Linked DNA regions of Pan troglodytes: region 1 is linked to region 2. The links are chromatin contacts, called in public Hi-C maps. All regions are on one chromosome and are shown on one strand. The core of a region is the stretch at or near the end of the contact, and the rest is flanking DNA. Distances in the headings are between cores, read along the strand shown.

What was found. A called contact is a pair of places that touch in the nucleus more often than the background predicts.
Region 1: a Hi-C map of stem cell-derived neural progenitor cells shows a contact between it and region 2, with 3 times the contacts expected there. The contact joins two enhancer-like sites. A contact is called at or near these places in 1 of 7 Hi-C or Micro-C datasets (stem cell-derived neural progenitor cells) and 1 of 1 other capture datasets (stem cell-derived neural stem cells).

The regions. Positions count from the first base shown.
Region 1 is chr9:71,474,775-71,479,302 of NHGRI_mPanTro3-v2.0_pri, reverse strand. No RefSeq gene overlaps it. Among named protein-coding and RNA genes, the nearest start is that of MYEOV, 130 kb to the right of the region's middle. Within about 2 kb of position 2,777, at least 5 of the 24 cell types and tissues checked have an H3K27ac peak or open chromatin away from gene starts, as enhancers often do. A contact at or near this core is called in stem cell-derived neural progenitor cells, where this site is marked.
Region 2 is chr9:71,149,862-71,154,053 of NHGRI_mPanTro3-v2.0_pri, reverse strand. All of the region lies in intron 19 of TPCN2 (two pore segment channel 2), which reads right to left. Among named protein-coding and RNA genes, the nearest start is that of TPCN2, 52 kb to the right of the region's middle. Within about 2 kb of position 2,818, at least 2 of the 24 cell types and tissues checked have an H3K27ac peak or open chromatin away from gene starts, as enhancers often do. A contact at or near this core is called in stem cell-derived neural progenitor cells, where this site is marked.

The DNA of each region.
Region 1 (4,528 bases), core at 1,528-4,027, 330 kb before region 2:
ACCCTGGGCTGCTCAGATCTCGGCGACAGAAAGGGAGAATGTGTCCTCTGTCCTCTCACGCGCTGTGTCTGTGCTCCTTGCAAAGGCTGTGAACACATTCACATGGATTTAATTAATCGCCGCAGGTGCGCGTCCACCTCTGCCTTTCCCTCTCAGTGGGTTCCCATGTTTCCACATGGTGGGTTGAGTGTCTGCATGCTAACTGGCTTAGACGTTTGGACGGTCTGCATTGTCAGCATCATTTATTCATTCAACAAACATCCACCAAGCATTTCCTGACCGCCAGATTCTCCTTTGGGTGCTGAGGGTGCAGCGGTGAACAAGTCACCATCCTCCGGAGCTGACATTCTGTAGTTCAGGGAGATGAACAATAAACCAAATAAACAGTAAGTAACCATGAGATGGACCATGTTGGGTGGGCATAAGTGCTCTGGAGAAAAACACACAGGCAAAGGAGTGCGGGGGCATTGGGCAGGTGCCTCTGTGGACACCAGGGCCAGCTCTGACCTTCCTGAGGGGGGCAGTCTGAGCAGGGGTGGAGGGGTGCCGGAGGGAAAACCTGGATGCCAGGGTTGGGGAAGTTGCTTCAAGAAAGCACAAAGCCCCCAACACGAGAGCTTGACTGGTGGGGAAATGCGGAAGTTTCGGTGGGCTGGGGCAGGGTGAGTGACGAGCATTGAAATAACAGGACGTGGACGACTAGGATCAGCAGGTCTGTCTCAGCAGGGGCCTCGTTACATGAGGTGGGGAGACTATTTCCTTGAGATCAGTGTTTAGGCCTAGAATCATTAGCTTTGGGGCTGCGTACATTTTCATGGCCCTGGCTCAGTAGTTGTTATTTCTGTACTGTTTTCCCTCTGTCCTGTTCCAGTTTATAGTTACCACCAACAGGATATGATAATCATGCTAACCAACCCTTCCTGAGCACATGCGTGCTTCACACGTGTGAACCTGCTGATGCCTGCGTGAGCGCTGGCTTCATCACATCCTCCCCAGCACCTGCTTTTCTCATTTTAAAATAATTTTGTTAACATGAAGGTGTAGAACACCTCTCTCTGGCCTTTGCTGATTTTAACTGGAATTTTAAAAATCCCCTAATAAGAAAGGCAGGCCAGGCGTGGTGGCTCATGCCTGTAATCCTAGCACTTTGGGAGGCTGACACAAGCAGATCGCCTGAGCTTAGGAGTTTGAGACCAGCCTGGACAACATAGTGAAACCCCGTCTCTACTAAAAATGCAAAAAATTAAGTGGGCGTGGTGGCGCACGCCTGAAGTCCCAGCTACTCCAGAAGCTGAGGCAGGAGAATTGCTTGAACCTGGGAGGCGGAGGTTGGGGTCAGCCGAGATCACGCCACTGCACTCCAGCCTGGGTGACAGAGCAAGACTCTGTAAAAAAAAAAAAAAAAAAAAGAAAGAAAGAAAGGAAGAAAGAGAGAGAAAGAAAGAGAGAGAGAGAAAGAAAGAAGAAAGAGAGAGAGAAAGAAAGAAAGAAAGAAAGAAAAAGAAAGAAAGAAAGAAAAGAAAAGAAAGAAAAGAAAGGCAGCCATAAGTGAACCCTAACACCAAGCTTGCAGAATTAAATGAGCAAATCGTGTCGCCTCTGCCTGCCTTTCTACCATCATTGCATACGAAGCTTGTTACTTATGTCTTCATCTCACAGTGTCCCCAAATCTGGGGCTGTGTGAGCTGATTTGGGGTGGGACACAGATGGCTGGGTTTTAGCCCTATTGTGAAGGGTGACTTTTAATGTGTAATCTATTTATGGCAAGTGACGTTGATCCACCACATATGGCAGTGCTATCAAGTAGCCAGTAAAAATACATTTATTTAAGAAAATAAGCAGAGTGGAAGCATCGTGTCAGTGATGGGACAGGTGGTATTCAGCAGCCTCAAGGTGCTGGCGGCAGCTGATGTCTTAAAGACTGCACTGTCTCATTTAATCATCCCAAGCACGGATACTGGAGGGAGTCTTCTTTTTTGAGACAGAGTCTCACTATGTCACCCAGGCTGGAGTGCACTGCCACAATCTCGGCTCACCGCAACCTCTGCCTCCTGGGTTCAAGTGATTCTCCTTCCTCAGCCTCCTGAGTAGCTGGGATTACAGGTGCGTCCCACCATGTCTGGCTGATTTTTGTATTTTCAGTAGAGACGGGGTTTCACCATGTTGGCCAGGCTGGTCTCGAACTCCTGACCTCAAGTGATATGCCTGCCTCAGCCTCCCAAAGTGCTGGGATTACAGGCATGAGCCACGGTTCCCGGCATGGAGGAAGTCTTATTAGCCTCATTTCATGGAGGAGAAACTGGGGCTCCAGGGCATGAAGGCTGCCTGTGGCCACACAGCCTGGGTGGCCCATCAGCCTCCTGTGCTTTTACCCTTGACAAGCACGCCACCTGCATCACAGAACAGCTGCATTTCTAATGTCAGGCTTCTGCTTACATGCAGTTGGTCTTCTCCTGTGAATGGGGAAACTGAGGCCTTGGAGGTCAGCCAGCAGGTCAGGACACAGTTCAGCCCGGAACCGGGGCTCTGGCCCCATCCAGGGGCTCCCCCAGCAGCCAACTCTGCCAGCCTTTGATGCCTCGCTGAGACAGAGGGTCTGGACAGTGGCCACTCACCCACTGGGCCTACATCCCCACAGGCCTGGGCTCTGGACGCTGGAGGCCCGAGGCTGCACCCCAGGTTGGGGCTGGCCTGCCTGCCACGGGGCCAGGGCTGGGTGCTTTCTGCTGAGTCACTAACAAAGCTCAGGCCTGACCACAGGACATTTTTGAGATTCCAGGGCTGGCTCCATAAAGGCCGGCATCGGCCCTGCGGCAGGTCCGGCTTCACCCAGCCCAGAATCACAGTCTCACAGAGTCTAGAGGGCCCGTGGGGACGGGAGTCCTGGGAACCGAGGTTGGGAGACAATGGGTGGCCCCTCGGTGTGGTGTCCTCTGTTCACCCCTTAGCAGGGCCCTGACGGAACTGGGTACAGGCAGAGATTCATCTTCATGGCAGGACTTCAGGCAAGAGAGGCCCCGGGGTTGAAGACAAGGGGCTCAGAGCTTGCTTTTTATACACTTTCAAATTTTCTCAGAGTAGAACAATTTAAAAATATATAAAATATGGTTAAAAAATTATCCTACTTAAGACTCCCAGACCCCTAGTTTTCCTCCCTAAAGGCAACTGACATTACCAGTTTCCCGGGTATCCATGCAGGGATATTTTATGCATAAACAACCAAATCTCTATACATGTCCATAGAGAGAGGCAGACGTATCTGCATGTGCATAAACACTCGTGTGTGTGTCCTTTTATCCCAAAGGAAACACTTCTTTTTCCCTTGACAAAGGACATCCTCTGCATCTAGCTTCTAGAAAATTTGGGGACCAAGGGAGGGAGGCTGCAGAGGAACATCGTTTGGTCAAATGTGAAATGTGATCAGGAAGCCGGTGCTCAGCAAATTTATCTGAAGCTCTTGGGGACCCCACAAAGATGAGCGGGGCCCCTTCCAATTTTCGGACTGTCTTGGCAGAGGCTCCCTGTCACCAAGGACCTGAGTTTGTCACAGCCGGATGGTGTGGGAGCTGGCACTGCCGGGGCTCCCGCTGCCTGGGACACGTACGGCTGCCCGGTGATCCTGAGCGCCGACCCCTGAGCACGTCAGTGTCCGTGACTGTGGAGCGGAGGTACGTGCAGAACCAGCTCTGTCTTCCCAGACACTGTCGCTTTGGTCTAAAGTGATGTAATGTTGCCACGAAAATTCTAATCCCTCCCATCAGGCAAAAATACTTCGATGGGACTGTGTTCTTTCAGCAGAGAGGGTGTGCATTTGAAGTACAGATTTGTTAAACATAGATGCTTAGAACATGACTCTGCTTGGCGTTCTATTTAATTGACCAGAAACCCGAAAAATGTCCTGGTCCTCTTCTTAAGTCTGGGGGTAGCTGCTGCCCCACTATGCACCATCGCTTATCTGTTCTTTTCTGCCCCCTGCAGCAGGGAAGGGGCTCTGCAAGGGTCTGAATCTGGTGTGTCCAGTGTGATCCCTGCACCCATGCCCGGAGCTGTGCCTGGGACCCTACCCCAAGCAAAGTAATAATCTGAATGATATCCTCAAAGGAGCCTGGCTTGGGCTAACAAGGAAGAACTTTCAACGTGGAGAGCTGTCCTGGCACCATTTCTTCCTGCTGTATTAGTTGAAGACCTACTGTGTTCAGGGCCGTGAGCCAGGGCACAACCACCCCTTGGGAGCACACTCTGCCTCAACCCTGGAGTGGCTCCGAAATGAGTCTTCAGTCCACAAGACTGAGGGTGGCCAATCCTTCTCAGTGAGCCATGAGGGTGATTCCTCCTTGGGCTTCAGGGGCAGGATGCCCTCAGAAAGATGCCCTCCACTGCCCCCGCACACTTCAGGCTCCCCGTGACCCTCTGTGGGGAAGGTGTTGTTGCAAGAGGCCCATGGGTGTGTGGGGGTAGTGGGGCTTGTTGGCTGAGCAAGAGCTCAGGCAATACTGCCCGGGTGGAGATTCTGGGACTTTGCACAAGT
Region 2 (4,192 bases), core at 1,569-4,068:
GGCCCTGTACAAACCGACTCTGTCGTCTCCATTTGCTACAGAGAACCAGCAACTGATGCCAGTGCAGTGCAGAGAAATAACGGGCCCATTTTACAGATGTGGAAACTAAAGTTCAGGCAGGTCCAATAATTTGCCCAAACACCAAACAGCTGAAAATGGCAAGGCTGGGATCAGAAGGAAGACTGGATGCTAGAGCCTCCCTGGCCCCCATCCCTTCATTCCTGATACCTGCACCCCACTCTCTGGCCTTCACCCCTCCCAATGCCTTGCTGGGTTCCGCCCCTTACCGTAAAAATCAAAAAGCTGCCTGCTCGTGAATGCTTGTGAGAGAGAAAACACCTGGAAAGGTAGAATCAGGTGCTCCTAAAATTCACATCCACTTGGAATCTCAGATGTGACTTTACTTGGAAATAAGGTTCCTGCAGATGTAATAAGTTGAGGTTATACTGGAGCAGGGAAGGCCCTGAATCCAATACAATCGGTGTCCTTATAAGTAGAGAGAAATGTGGACACACACAGAGGAGAAGACACATGAAGGGGGAGACAGAGACTGGAACGACGCAGCCACAAGCCAAGGAACACCAGAGCCGCAAAAAGCCAGGAGCAGCAAGGAGGGACGCTTCCCTAGGGCCTTCAGAGGGTGCCCGGTCCTGCTGGCACCTGCACCTGGGACTTCTGGCCTCCAGAACTGCAACACAGCACATCTCCATGGTCTAAAGCCACTCAGGCTGTGGTACTTTGCACAGCAGCCCCAGAAAATCAGCACAGCACCCAGCACCCCGCATCTGGGGGTCAGCTCCCACCTGTTCCTACCACATTATTGGCCAACTGAGGATGGGAGTTGAATTTTGTTCTGGAACAAATAATAATAATAAATGCCAGAACTCGCCAACCCTATGCTCGGGTCCCCAGAGCCTGGAAGGGTGGCCTCTCTGGAGAGGGTTCCTGCTTGCACCAGCCAAGTGGGTGGCCCCTCTGTAACCTCTACCAGATTCACTTTTCCCCCGTGTCTCCCGTCCAGCCCGGAGTCCGCCTCCCGGGGCCGCTGCCACCATGCAGGTTGGAGCAGAGCTCGCCATCCTGCCTGCCCCGTGGTCATGTGGAGTCGCTGCCTTTCAGTTATGCGGCAGGACTACTTGCCAGGTGGAAAGTGGGACCATCAGCCCTGGCGCCCCCAAACAAATTCTTGGCAACTGAAACAAATGCCAGAGGTGGATGAGCCGGGCAAGACTGCCTCCCAGAGGGGGCACACTGCCGGGCCTGCGAACCCTTCATCAAACCCCAAGGAGCCGGTGAACGTTTGATGAGGGTCCTGGGGTCTCAGGCCCTTCTGCCTGGGCCAGTCTCATGTCCCGCTCGAGTGACGTGGGTCAGCAGTTTCCCTCCAGCCCAGCCATGGCCATCGTTGCCCACCTGCCACCTCTCACGGGAGCAGGGCCCCCACTCCTCCTTCCCAGCTCTACTGAGAGGTCTCCTTGCCTCCAGCCACAGAGCCCCTGATGCACCCCTTCCTCCTGGCCAGAGCACAGGCTGTGCACTGCCTGTCCCCACGGCTGAGCTAATACCGCCACCTTTGGGCACTCAGACTGAGACAATATCCCCCACCTGTGTTCTCCTGTCTTCACTGGGTGACTTCTAACCTCAGACAGTCCCCAAAACAAATGCAATCCCTTTTGCCTATCAGAGTGGCCAACACCACCCTGGTTTCTGGAGGCAGCCAGCCCAGGTGTGCTCAGGGGTGGGCGTGTTCCAGGATGTTCTGAGCCCCAGCTCCCTCCTCTGTTAAGTCAGAAGTGAGGATGCATGAGTATGCACAGCACACTTCCACACAGTGTTCCCGCTGCAGCCACCGACGGAGGTCCAGGGTCCCCCAGGCTCTGCTGTGATGCTGGCCCAGCATCCAGAGTTTTCCTTGACCATTTTTCCAGGGCTGTGCCAGAGGCTGGGTGGGCTTTGCCAAGGAGAAAAATCAGGGAGGGGGCGTGGGCAGAGCTGATGGACAGGCAGGGCACCCGGGGCCCAAGCCACTGCTGCACTCAAGGAACAGACATTGGGGTGACCTCAGAAATTGCCTGGGATGTCTGGGCCTCAGTTTCCCCTCTCAGTCCTCCCTGCCCTGTCCACTTCCAGGAGAAGGGGCTGTGCAGTGCGGGGGGAAAGGCGGAGCTGTCCAACTCGGCCTCTGATAGCTCCCAACCTATTTCCCCTTCTGGGACTTTGGCCCTGTCTGCAAAGCGTGACCCCCCTCACCAGTGGCCCACTGCATCCCCAGGCACAGAGCCTCTTTCCTTTGCCCCAGTGAAGCCTGAAAATGGCCTTTCCCTAAGCGCACGCACCGGCAAGGGGTGACTGCAAGAGCCTCCTGGAGACCCGGATTTCTGGGGAAATGAGGTGGAATGAGTCGCATACCCACAGAAGCGCAGGGTCTTTTCAGCACCTCACATGCCTGGGGGCACTGACGTGGCCCACCCGGGGAGAAGGGAGTCTGAGTGTCCCCACAGTGACTGGCAGGTAGACAGACCCAGGGGCTGCTCCAGCCCCACCCAGTGGGAACCCCACAGCCAGAGAGGGCCCCATCAGTGCCCTGCACTCCAGGTGGCCGGCTGGCCTGGTGGTGGGAGCCAGCAGCCCACCTCATCACACCCTCTCCCCACTAAGAGCAAGCTACCCTCCCTCCTGGCTAGAATCTAACAAGTGTTGGTTGTCACTGCCACCACACAGATTCCCCTAGGGTCCCTTAGGCAAGGGTTGTAAGGTTCCCAGCACAGGCCCAGGAAGGCTGCCAGGAGGAGGAGGAGCTCCTGCCAGGAGGGGACTCCCCCTGCCTTCCCGGGCCTGGTGCTGAGCAGGACAAGGAGGGTACCAGGGCCTGGGCACTGGGTCGCCTGCTGCTAGGCTCTGCTGCCCTCCGCTGGCCTACCCAGGAACTGCGTGTGCCCAGGGCAGCATCTCCAGGTGTGTCTAGCCTACCTACTCTACCTGGCCCTGCCTCTGGACATGCAGGGCCTCTGTCGCAGGCCCTCACCTGTATGCAAATTATGCTCTGAGGGCATCTTGTAGGTTACAAGCCTCTGGTCCCCAGGCCCAGCTGGGACGGGCTCAGTCATGCCTGCCCTCATCTGCTAGGTCTACGATGCTCCTTCCCTGGTGCACACTGGGGGGTGGCGATCGCTATTCAACACCATCTGGGGCTTCTTCAAAAGGTGATAACGTCACCCCTGAGACAAGGTGGGCATTGGGACCCAGCACCGATGTGGGACCGAGAGGTAGGAGGCTCGCAGCCCTGCCAGGAGCCCCTCCCACTCACTTCCACCTCATCTCACACACCAGGAACCTGAGGCCAGTGGAAAAGGGGCCACAGTGCCCGTGCCCACAGAGCTGGGCTCATATCCAAGACTGTGTCCCCTCCAAGCCCAGCTCATCACTCTCTGCCCTGCCAGTGATTGACAAACCAGTGGACCAGCCAGCAGGCCTCCTCTGAGGTCTCCCAGACTGCCTGCTCCTGGAGAAATACCCAAGGTGACTGATGCCCCATGCGGCTGGAGCACTCCCCACTTGGGCAGGCAGCTTTGCACCAGCACCACCCCGCCATGCCTGTCCCATTGACCCCCCAACCCTGGGCCCAGGGCAGGTTGTCCCCAGATGCCGCAGCCCCCTGAGAGGTCACAGGGCATCCCTCTGCCCAGCTGGTACCCCCAGCCCAGGCTCGGGCAGCATTCGAGGCCACCGCTCCAAACAAAACTGAGAGAGAGGGGCCCTGGGGACAGCCCCAGGCTGCAAGCTCTCCACAGGCTCCTGGAACCCAGGGGCTCAGGCCTAGATGTGTTCCAGAAGCACCCCTGGGCCGCTGCATGGAGAAACAGCAGGGCGCAGAAGCATAAAATCGTTGCACTTGCCCCATGTGGCCTTGGCTGCCTGGAGGTCGCAATGTGAGGTCTTGCGGAGCTCGGCACCCAGAAGTGGCTGCTAATGAGCACAATTCGGGGGCTGCACTGGTCTCCTCTGTCTGCCACAACAAATCACCACCGACCCGGAGCTCAGAACAGCAGAGGTTTCTTCTCCCACAGTTCCGGGGGTCAGAAATCAGGGCATTGGCAGGGCTGTGCTCCCACCGGGGGCTCTAAAGGAGGGTCCTTCCTGCCTCTTCCAGCCGCGGAGGGCTCCCAGCATTCCCTGGATTGTGGCCGCATCA